2 separate regions of the Macaca mulatta genome follow, and region 2 is linked to region 1. A link is a contact called in public Hi-C data. All regions are on one chromosome and are shown on one strand. Each heading gives the region's core, a stretch centred on a gene start, on an enhancer-like site or on the middle of the called end of the contact. The rest is flanking DNA. Distances are from core to core; before and after follow the strand shown.

The links. Hi-C and Micro-C count contacts between places; a contact is called where the count stands out from the background.
Region 2: a Hi-C map of fetal cortex germinal zone shows a contact between it and region 1, with 2.6 times the contacts expected there. The contact joins the promoter of LOC144339466 here to the promoter of SSR3 in region 1. A contact is called at or near these places in 4 of 14 Hi-C or Micro-C datasets (fetal cortex germinal zone, fetal cortical plate, fibroblasts and 1 more).

The regions. Positions count from the first base shown.
Region 1 is chr2:59,736,046-59,740,940 of T2T-MMU8v2.0, reverse strand. It overlaps SSR3 (signal sequence receptor subunit 3), which reads left to right and starts at 2,210. Exons shown (of 5, transcript NM_001266544.1): 1 at 2,210-2,426; 2 at 3,606-3,732. The coding sequence starts at 2,294.
Region 2 is chr2:59,857,881-59,862,775 of T2T-MMU8v2.0, reverse strand. LOC144339466 reads left to right here and starts at 2,073. Exons shown (of 4, transcript XM_077994099.1): 1 at 2,073-2,111; 2 at 2,259-2,819; 3 at 2,923-3,102. The coding sequence starts at 2,073. It overlaps TIPARP (TCDD inducible poly(ADP-ribose) polymerase), which reads right to left and starts at 2,504. Exons shown (of 6, transcript XM_015131864.3): 1 at 2,298-2,504.

The DNA.
Region 1 (4,895 bases), core at 961-3,460:
TACTCCAAGCGTGCTACCTTCATAACTGTAATTGTTGCCATTACCAAAAATGTTATATCATAAGTATTATTCCCTATCATATTTCTCTAATTTACCCCCCATGAAAGTAATTTAAAACTCCTATTTTAGATTATCTTCTGTTTATAGTTATCTGTAGCTTTAAAAAATGTATTAATTTTTTTCTATTAGTTCTTTTATTATATCAATTGTAACATTTATATCCACTCAACATTTCAAACTTTTATCTTTCCTATTTTAGTTGTTAAAATATTTTTCTCAGGCATAATTCTTTTTAATCTCATAATTATTGTTTCTTCTTTTCTTCTTTTAAAAGAAAGATGATTGTTGTCTCTTTGGATCTTTTAGTTTTGTGAGTTTTTTTTTTTTTTTTTTTTTTTGATGGAGTCTTGCTCTGTTGCCAGGCTGGAGTCGGAGTATAGCGGTGCGATCTTGGCTCACTGCAACCTCCGTCTCCCGGGTTCAAGTGATTCTCCTGCCTCAGCCTCCTGAGTACCTGGGGACTACAGGTGTGTACCACCATGACAGGCTAATTTTCGTATTTTTAGTAGAGACGAGGTTTCACCATGTTGGCCAGGATGGTCTCGATCTCTTGACCTTGTGATCCATCCACCTTGGTCGCCCAAAGTGCTGGAATTACAGGCATGAGCCACTGTGCCCAGCCTCTGATTTTTATCTTTTATCTTCTTTTTATATCCTTTGTTTGTTTATAAATAGGCAAAAGAAAATCTAGTTATAGAGACAGATCCAAAAAGTTTTATTTATGAATTGGTCACAGATGGAGAAGGAAAAAAATAATTAGTGTTGAAACCCACCATTTTAACCAGAGCAAATGGGTTTAAAAGAATGCAACTGAGATAGGAAAAACTGGGGGAGGAGTATGTTGTAAGAGAAAAATAATACTTTCTTTTTCTATCACTACCATGTAATAAGGAGCATTTTTAACATCAAAAAAGACATAAACCCAGATATTTTAAAATGAATACTTTTGATTTTCTGAAAAATTCAATAGATGGTCTGTTTTCTTTTTCATTTTGTGGTGAATTAATGAAAATTTCTGGCATTAAGGAATACTTGCAGTAGATAATGGAAGGATTTATATTTCAGGAAAACTCACTCTGGTACCTGTATAGAGAATAGATTGGAAAATATTGAAGACAAAAGCTCAATTAGGACTAGTAATAGGAAGCTGTGGAGGTAGATTACAATTTGAATACTGTGAGGAAGAAAGGTATCTACAAAACTGTTGATAAGGAGGCTGGAGGTTGAGGAAGTTGTGCCTAATGCACTGGCGTGTTCTCAGTAATGAAAAGCAGCATTTGCTGGGAGTGATGTGGTGGAATTTTTTTTTTTTTTTTGAATAAAAGATAATGTGTTGAGTTAAAAATGGAATCCAGCTGTTTTAATAGGCATACTTAAATCTTTCTGAGCTTCAGAGAAGGAGTCCTGCCTAGCCAACCTGTTCTTAGTATTATGTTTTATTTAGCATGGCTTTGGAAGCCACAAAACTCTATACGTTTATTTGAAATAAAATAGTAAGTAACTTGTAAGTGTATCAGACATATATTAAATATTACCTTCATCAGTAAGATCATGAGTTTCTCAAAAACAAGAGTCCCATTTTCTTCCTACAGAGGTGGCCTACTGTTTAGTGAAAAGAGCCCACACCTTGGAGAGCCACACCGCAGATCTACCACCCTCAGGCTCTTCATCTTCAGTGGCGGTAATGACGCGCACGTCATAAGATTCTTCAAGGTATTTGGTGAAATAAAGGATGTGTAAAGGAGAAGGGATTTTACATGAGTTAGCTATACCTTTCTCTTCTTTCTCCTTCAATGTACTCAGTCCTGGGTACGTACAGAGGGCACTAATGGCGTGGGGCCAGAAGAGCTTTTAATTTTGGAATTCTGAAGAACTGAGAACTCATGACCCTGTCATCAGCTCTGAAGTGGAATATAAATAAAGTTTTGTCAATTTTTTTTTAAAGCACCCACTAAACTACAAATCCCTTCTCTCTCCTCGAGGTGGACGGGTCACGTGGCTTTCCAGGAATCCGGAAGTCTGGTCCGCTCGCCCAATCACGCCCGGAATCCTAGCTAGCGGCGCCAGGTTGGCCATTCCTGGGGAAGCTTGCTCTCCGCCAAGCCGGGTCCCGCCTCCGCGCGCCGCGCTGACGGGTCGTTAGCGGATACGGCGGCCGCAGGGGCGGAGTCAGGGGCCTTTGCCCGCCTTGGCGGCCGGCTCTACCTTCCAAGTTCTCGCCTCCTGCTCCGCCATGGCTCCCAAAGGCAGCTCCAAACAGCAGTCCGAGGAGGACCTGCTCCTGCAGGATTTCAGCCGCAATCTCTCGGCCAAGTCCTCCGCGCTCTTCTTCGGGAACGCGTTCATCGTGTCCGCCATCCCCATCTGTGAGTGCTGGGAGCGAGGCTGGTTTGGGAGGCCGCGGGCGGGTCGGGCTGGGCGGGGACGTGGCAGGACCCAGCGAGCAGGCCAGGCGCGGGTGCCGGCCGGGGGTCTGCGATCTCTCCAGGTCCCCTGAGCTCGGGGAGGCACAGAGCCTCTTCTTTTGGCACGGCGTTGTCGCCTGGGATTCTCCTGTTAAAGCACTCCGGGAGGTCACTTGTTAAAAGTACGCACGTTCCCGAGCTCTACCCCCGGAGAAGGTGGTTAACTAGTTCTGGGGTGGCGGCCCCGAATCTGTATTTAAACACACTCAAGCATACTGCCTGCTGCTCTTTTCCATACAACTGTTGCTTGCCGTTACGAAATTTTAAACTTACGTTATTACTTATTTTGTATAAATTAATTAGGTGAGAGACCCATGAAGTAACCCACTGAATTAGAAGTGCATCTTTACGTGAGCTACTTTACACCACTGCATAATTTTCCTGGTTTTTGCAGAAAGAGAGAAATTGAAGTGCCAGGGGTTGGGGATCTACCTTGTTTAGACTTTTTAAATAATCCCACTGTACCAATTCTAGAATTCTCACTGGGTTGGGAAAGTGCAGACTTGCACAATGTTGTTTTTAGTAGAGCTCAAGGTTCCAGAACTCTTGTCTTTTGCTGCACTGTTGTTGGGGCATTTAAAACCAAATGTATTTTTCTCTTTTGTCCTTATACAACCCAGCGTGCAATAAACGTGATGTGAAGCCATATTATGGCTCACTCATTTGACAGCACTGCTTGGATTTCTGATAACAGCCACGTCAGCAAGGAAACTATGGTTTGGGACTGCACGTGGCATTTTGGAATGGCCTGTATTTAGCATGCTAGTACCCTGATGAATGAAATTCGAAGTCTGACTTGTGATTACGTTGAGCCAGAGTTTGTTCTCATTTTAGAAGCAGAAATCTCATCTGAACTAGTAATAGGAAGGTGATGTTTTTCAAATGTTCTGAACTGGAAGGCTTGAGACTATACTGTTAACTGGTTATCTCACTTCTGAAGATCCTCAGATACTGTATTGATTGCATAACTAATAACCTGGTATTTTACCAGGCTTAGCTTTAAATAATTTCGCAGGCTTTTGTTATGGGGTTGTAATGTTTTGTTTCTTTTTGTACTTTCCCCCTTTTATTTTAATTCAGGGTTATACTGGAGAATATGGCATATGGATCTTATTCAGTCTGCTGTTTTGTATAGTGTGATGACCCTAGTAAGCACATATTTGGTAGCCTTTGCATACAAGAATGTGAAATTTGTTCTCAAGCACAAGTAAGTATGTTTTTCAAGTGAAAGTACGTACTACGTGTTGTATTTTTATGTCTTCTTAGAGATCGTTTGTGTGTGTTGGTTTTAATAAGCATTAATTTGAGATATCTATGTATTAATATATATATTTTGGGGGAAAGGAACATTGATGCTAGGAAGAATTATTAACTAACTGAAGTGGAGACAATCATTCTGACATGGCTACAGAAGATTTTGAGGGTGGAATTAGAACACCTAAGCCCAAGCCTTAATAGGAGGTTCATCGGAGAAACAAACCCACCAAGTAAATTAACATTTCAAAAGCTAAATGTAATTCTTTATGGAGAGAATTGTTCTGGGCTCTTCACGTATTGTTTTTGGAAGTTAAAGAAATGATCTTTTTGTCATTATTATTATTATTATTATTATTATTATTATTTTTGAGACTGCATCTCGCTGTGTCGCCCAGGCTGGAGTGCAGTGGCCGGATCTCAGCTCACTGCAAGCTCTGCCTCCCGGGTTTACGCCATTCTCCTGCCTCAGCCTCCCGAGTAGCTGGGACTACAGCCGCCACCTCGCCCGGCTAGTTTTTGTATTTTTTAGTAGAGACGGGGTTTCACCATGTTAGCCAAGGATGGTCTCGATCTCCTGACCTAGTGATTCCCCCGTCTCAGCCTCCCAAAGTGCTGCATTATTATTTTTTGAGATAAGGTCTAGCTCTGTTGCCCAGGCTGCAGTGCAGTGGCATGATCATGGCTCACTGCAGCCTCAACCTTCCCAGGCTCAAGCGATCCTCCCACCTCAGCCTCCCAAGTAGCTGGGACTACAGGTGCAGGCCACCATGCCCAGCTAATTTTTTTGTCGAGACAGGCCACGTTGACCAGGCTGGTCTTTTTGTTTTATTACTTTTTTTAAAAATTAAACTCTCTGTCATTTTCAATGCTAATTACATTTGTTTTCATACAAGTGTATAAAATGTAAAGGATTAACATATTCTAAGATCACACATGTTGTAAAATACAGCTTTTAGAGAAGAAAACTCAAGCCTCACCACCATAAATTTAAACATTAATTATAAGCAATTAAATATTCTAGTTTCATAGAGGTTAAAATGCAGGAGCATCTAGACTTAGGAAAGATGGTAACATTTATTATTTCTCAGTGTCATGGTCCTCATTGTCTCATTG
Region 2 (4,895 bases), core at 824-3,323, 120 kb before region 1:
ATGGGAGAAAGCCAGGAGTTTGTTAAGCATTTCTATATTCAGAAAGCTCTAATATACTATCCAAGAATGTTGAGTCTACTTTTGCAACCCCCAAAAACATTACCATTACTGATGGAATATAAGGGTGTGTTTAGTAACGAAGCCCCATCAGCAACAACCACTGCACACTGTGTCAGAAGACAAGCACAACTTGGTAACACAGAAAAAGCCTCCTAGTTCTCGTCCTTAGAAAAGTTACATATATACATTTTTAAAGGGCAAATGAAGGCATATTATAGAAAAACAAAACAACAATATAAAACACGCACCAAATTTCAGATTCCTAATCAATTACTGAAAGAGACAAAAAAAGTCCTTTCTTCCAAGAATCAGACCCCTTGAAAAAAACTGAAATTTGAAAACATTTACTGAGATTGTGCCAGGTGAGAAAGGAATGGTGATGAGCAATTAATCCTCTTCTCTCTTGTCCAATAAACTGAAAGAGATCTGTGACGCAAGGTCCCATGACTTAATCAAATATGCATCCTAGGTGCCCAGTAAAGTGCCTAGCTACCACAATGCACACAGCTGGTGTTCCACATATATTTTGTCGGCTGAATTACTTAAGAAAAGCACCTATCAAATGCTTAGTTCTTTGGTGTTTGTGGGTCAACAACGAAAGATAAAACTGAGTGTCCCCAAAAGTGAATATTAAAAATCTAATTGGAGAGAGTCATAAATCTATGTGTAAGAAGTCCATCACATTCATAAAAGTAAAATACAAAGCACAGTTTATAACAAAGTGTTAAATGTACATAAGTACAAAAGGAAAAGGCAGAAAAAGGAGAGTTCACTGTGAGCTGGCATTGTTAGGGAAAGCTTCACGAAGAAGAAGGGATCTGACATGAGACATAAATCAACTGGAAAGCAGCCAAGCCAGGCGTTATTATTCATCATTTGGTGCTACTGCCTCAAGGCACAATTGGCACAGACTGTGGTATTCCCTCTCCACCATACCAAACCGGACTGCGCTTTCCCCACGCGCACACACTCTAACCACTCCTATCAAACCCAATCAAGGTAAAAGAGACACGAAATCGATTTTATTTATATGTGTGTCTGCAAGTACACACGCAAGCGCGCGCGCAACTTTTCCTATTATTGCCCTTCATCAAACTCGGAAACAAAACTGGGAGGAAGCAGCAGAGAACTGGAGGAGTGGCTGGAGGTGGAAAGCCACTAGAACCTAGTTCCTCAATTAGTTTTCATAACAGAAAAATAAAGATGCGAAGGACACATCCTCTGGTCTCCAGCGGCAGGCGACACACCGCGACACCCCGCGACACCCCTCACCTCGTGACGCCGGGGTTCTCCAGCACTCCCGGCCGAATGCACTTTCCGAAGAAACCGCCGCTCCAAAGCCTGCCCGCCCGCCGCCGCGCGACACCCCGGCGCCGAGCCCGGGTCCGAGCGACGCCTCCTGCCGGCCGCGGCGGTTTGCTCAGCTCCTGGTCCCGGGCCGCGCCAACTCCGCGCAGCGCCGCTGAGGCGCCGCCCGGCTCTGCAATTCCGGGTGTTCCCGGGCGTCCCCGCCCCCGCCTTCCCCTCAGCAGGCGCCTGGGCGCCCCCCAACCCCTGTCCAGCCTCCTTCGGACCAACGACCCGCCCCGGCCTCCCTACATCCGAGAGGCCACTCGCAGCGCCTTCTGCCTTTAATTCTTTTTTATCCCCTCAGCCCACCTCCCGAAGAGCGTCCAGCGGGTCTTGGGGGCTCGCAGAACTGAGCCGCGAAGCGCCGGGGAAACGCGGCTGGCGCTTCCCGCGGCGGCGGGGAGGAAGACGAAGACTTGCGCGCTCTCAAAGTTAACGTGAAAACAGCTTCCAAACTTCTGGGCTGCAGCCCGAAACGCGGGGTAGCCGGAAGACTCCCGCAGCCGCCGTGCCCTCCCCCGGCTCTGGGAAGGGCTCCTCGGCGCCTCAGAGCACCCGGGGTCGGCCCGCGGGGGAGGCCGCATAGACGCGCCCCCACCCTGACCAACGGGGAAGGGGCAGGCGCCGGCGACCCCAACTAAATCCTTCGGCGCCTCGGTCTGATGTATACACCTGCCAGAAGCTCTAAGTGCCTAAGAAGTGTAACCAATTCCATCTTGATGCTGACGGGACCCGAGTGAATTCGGTACAAAGGGCAGTCTCAAAATCAATCACCCGATCCGCGAGAGCCCGGCACACTCCCGGCGCGGGGCCGGAGCCGCGAGGCCGGCGCTCGCACTCCCCGCTAGGGTCCCTCAGCCCCTCAGTGCCCTCCCGGAGCCCTTTACCTGAAAGGGACCCTGAGAGAACGGACGACAGGAGCCGAGTCGAAAGCAGTGTCCGCGCCGGAGGTCAGCGCCGAAGGCGGGAGCCGGCGTCTACGGACCACAGAGCGGCGACGCGGCCAGCCGCGCACGGGCCATTCCGCCGCCGCGAACGCAGAAAGCCTCGATCGCGCTCCGAGTCCAGCCAGCTCGCCTGTCACCTCGATCTCTGCTTTAAGTGGCTTCCGGTCGCCTCCTCCCGACGGCCCGTCGCGGAGGCGGAGCCTGGGCGGCCGGAGCGCGGTGGGGTGGGGTGAGGAGGCCGGGCGCTCAGTGGGTGCCGAGAAGAAGACCCGCCCCCTGCGCGCGCGTGCGCGTTCGTTCGAGGGGAGGCGCGCGGGTTGTGTGCCGTGTACTTGTGTTCCCGCGAGGGGGCGTGTCCTTTCTCGCGCCGGCGGTGTCCCCGCGGGTCCGCGTCTCCACGCGGCTGTGAGAAAGGAAGGCGTGTGCCGCGTGGGACGGGCTCCACCTGCCTGCGGACAGATGGTGGGTCACTTTGTTCCGAGGAGACCCAGGCACCCGAGGGAGGATGTGAAACGGAACGACCCGTTTCGGTGCGGTTGGCTTTGTTTATTTGCCTCCTCCCCAGACGCCTCCAGCCCCTGATGTCGACGCACCCTGTGAGGAAGCAAACGGCTGCCTCCGCCACTGCCACCAGACGAGGTCGCCTGCCCCGCGCCGGACAGGCCGGACGGGCTGCGCACCTGCGGCGGCCGACTGTTTCGTGGGCCTTGTACGCCACCTTGCAGAAGGGGAACCTAGCTCTGAGGTTTTGATGATAGAAGCTCATTTACTTGTGTTTTAAAGCCCACAAACGCCGTAGTGACTAATTTATTCATTCAGCAAATGTCTCTCAGAGCGTCTATTACGTACCAATCATGTAGCCTGGACTTCATGCCTGTCCTCATGGAGCTTGCAGAGCACCTCTGAAATACACAGCACATACAGAATGGCCATATTTTCTGGGCTGTAAAATACTTTAAAGTGTAACTCCATATATTGAGTAGATTTTCAGTAGTGAAGGAAGAAACAATACATTTAGTTCATATAATCCGTATGTATGAAAAAACGAAAGTGCTGGTAATTCCAGACATGGAAGTCAGTAAAACCTAGGAGCTAAAAGGTAATAATCATAGACATTATGATTCTAAGCCTTTATTAAACTGTTCTAAACCAGACTGGGTAAGCACACCAGCAATGAATAGATTAAGGGTGTTATCTCCTCAGCAGCTTATTTCAAATTGCATCAAGGCAGGGCCATTAAACTAAGGTGAGAATGATATGGGCGGAATTCAGAGGATAATAGGTAAAAGATGAAAAACTTTACATTTAAAATCTTACTGAGACAGATCTTGGTCTGTGTCTACTCATACACAGAATCGCCTAGAAGCTCATATTTGAATTTACCGTATTACTCTTGGCTTTCTATTTTTCTCATTTCTTCTGTTTTCTTTTCTGTCCTTTTGTGCCTTCTTGTAGATTATTTTTAATTCCACTCCCTTCTAACAATTAGGTTGTTATACATTCGTTATGCTTTTAGTAGTACTTCAGTTATTTATTGCTGTGTTCAAACTACCCCCAAAATATAATGACTTAAAACAATGGCTCTTTTATTTGCTCATGATTCTGAATTCTCTGGCACAGGAATTCAGTCAGGACATAGTACAGGTGGTTCATTTCTGCTCCATGATGTCTGGGGCTTCAATTAGTGTGGGCATAATGGGGCCTGGCTGGAATGGCTTAACTAGGGTCATAAGTCTTGGGACTTGAGGATGGAGATGGAGTTTCATGACAAAAATGAATGTGAACATGATGTGGAAAATATGGAGATGGAAGCCACAAGCTAAGGATGCTGGAACAGAAAGAAGTCTGTTAGCTATATACCTTGGTTTTTCTCTACATGGCTTCTCCATATGGCTAATTTAGGCTTCCTCACAGCATCATAATCTTAGGATTGCAAGAGGGGACATTCCAAAAAGACAAGCCTCAATGTGCAAGCCTTTACTTTTATCATGCTTACTAATGTGTCACTGGCCAAAGCAAGTCACATGGCCAAGCTCAGCGTCAGTGTGGGAAGGAACTACACAAGATTGTGAATATTGGGAGGTGTGACATATTGGTAGTCATTTAGATTAGGGACAGACCACCTTAATCCAATTGGAGAATAATTAAAAGTTACTTCCAGGGTATAACCCAGTTCCAACTTAAAATCTTTTCTCCTTAGGTCCGGAACTCAAAATTTTTACCTGCCCAATCCCACACCCACTCCCCTTGAGACAGTTGAAAACTCTGGCTAGTTTCTCAGCCTCTCTCCGCTACTGCTTTCTGAATGTTAATTGCCTCAAAGGGAAAAATGGCACCAAACTCTGAACTCAAAATCTTGGATTTAGGCTCCTCAGACTGCTGAAGTTTTACTGCTCCAGAAAAGGTATCCTCTACAATCTCTACCTTGGATGTGGCCCATCTTTTTTTGAAAGAGGGATGACAATGTGCCTACCTGAAAAATTCATTTCCCTAGATCCCTTGCAGTTATGGATGGCTGTGAGATACACTTCTAGACAC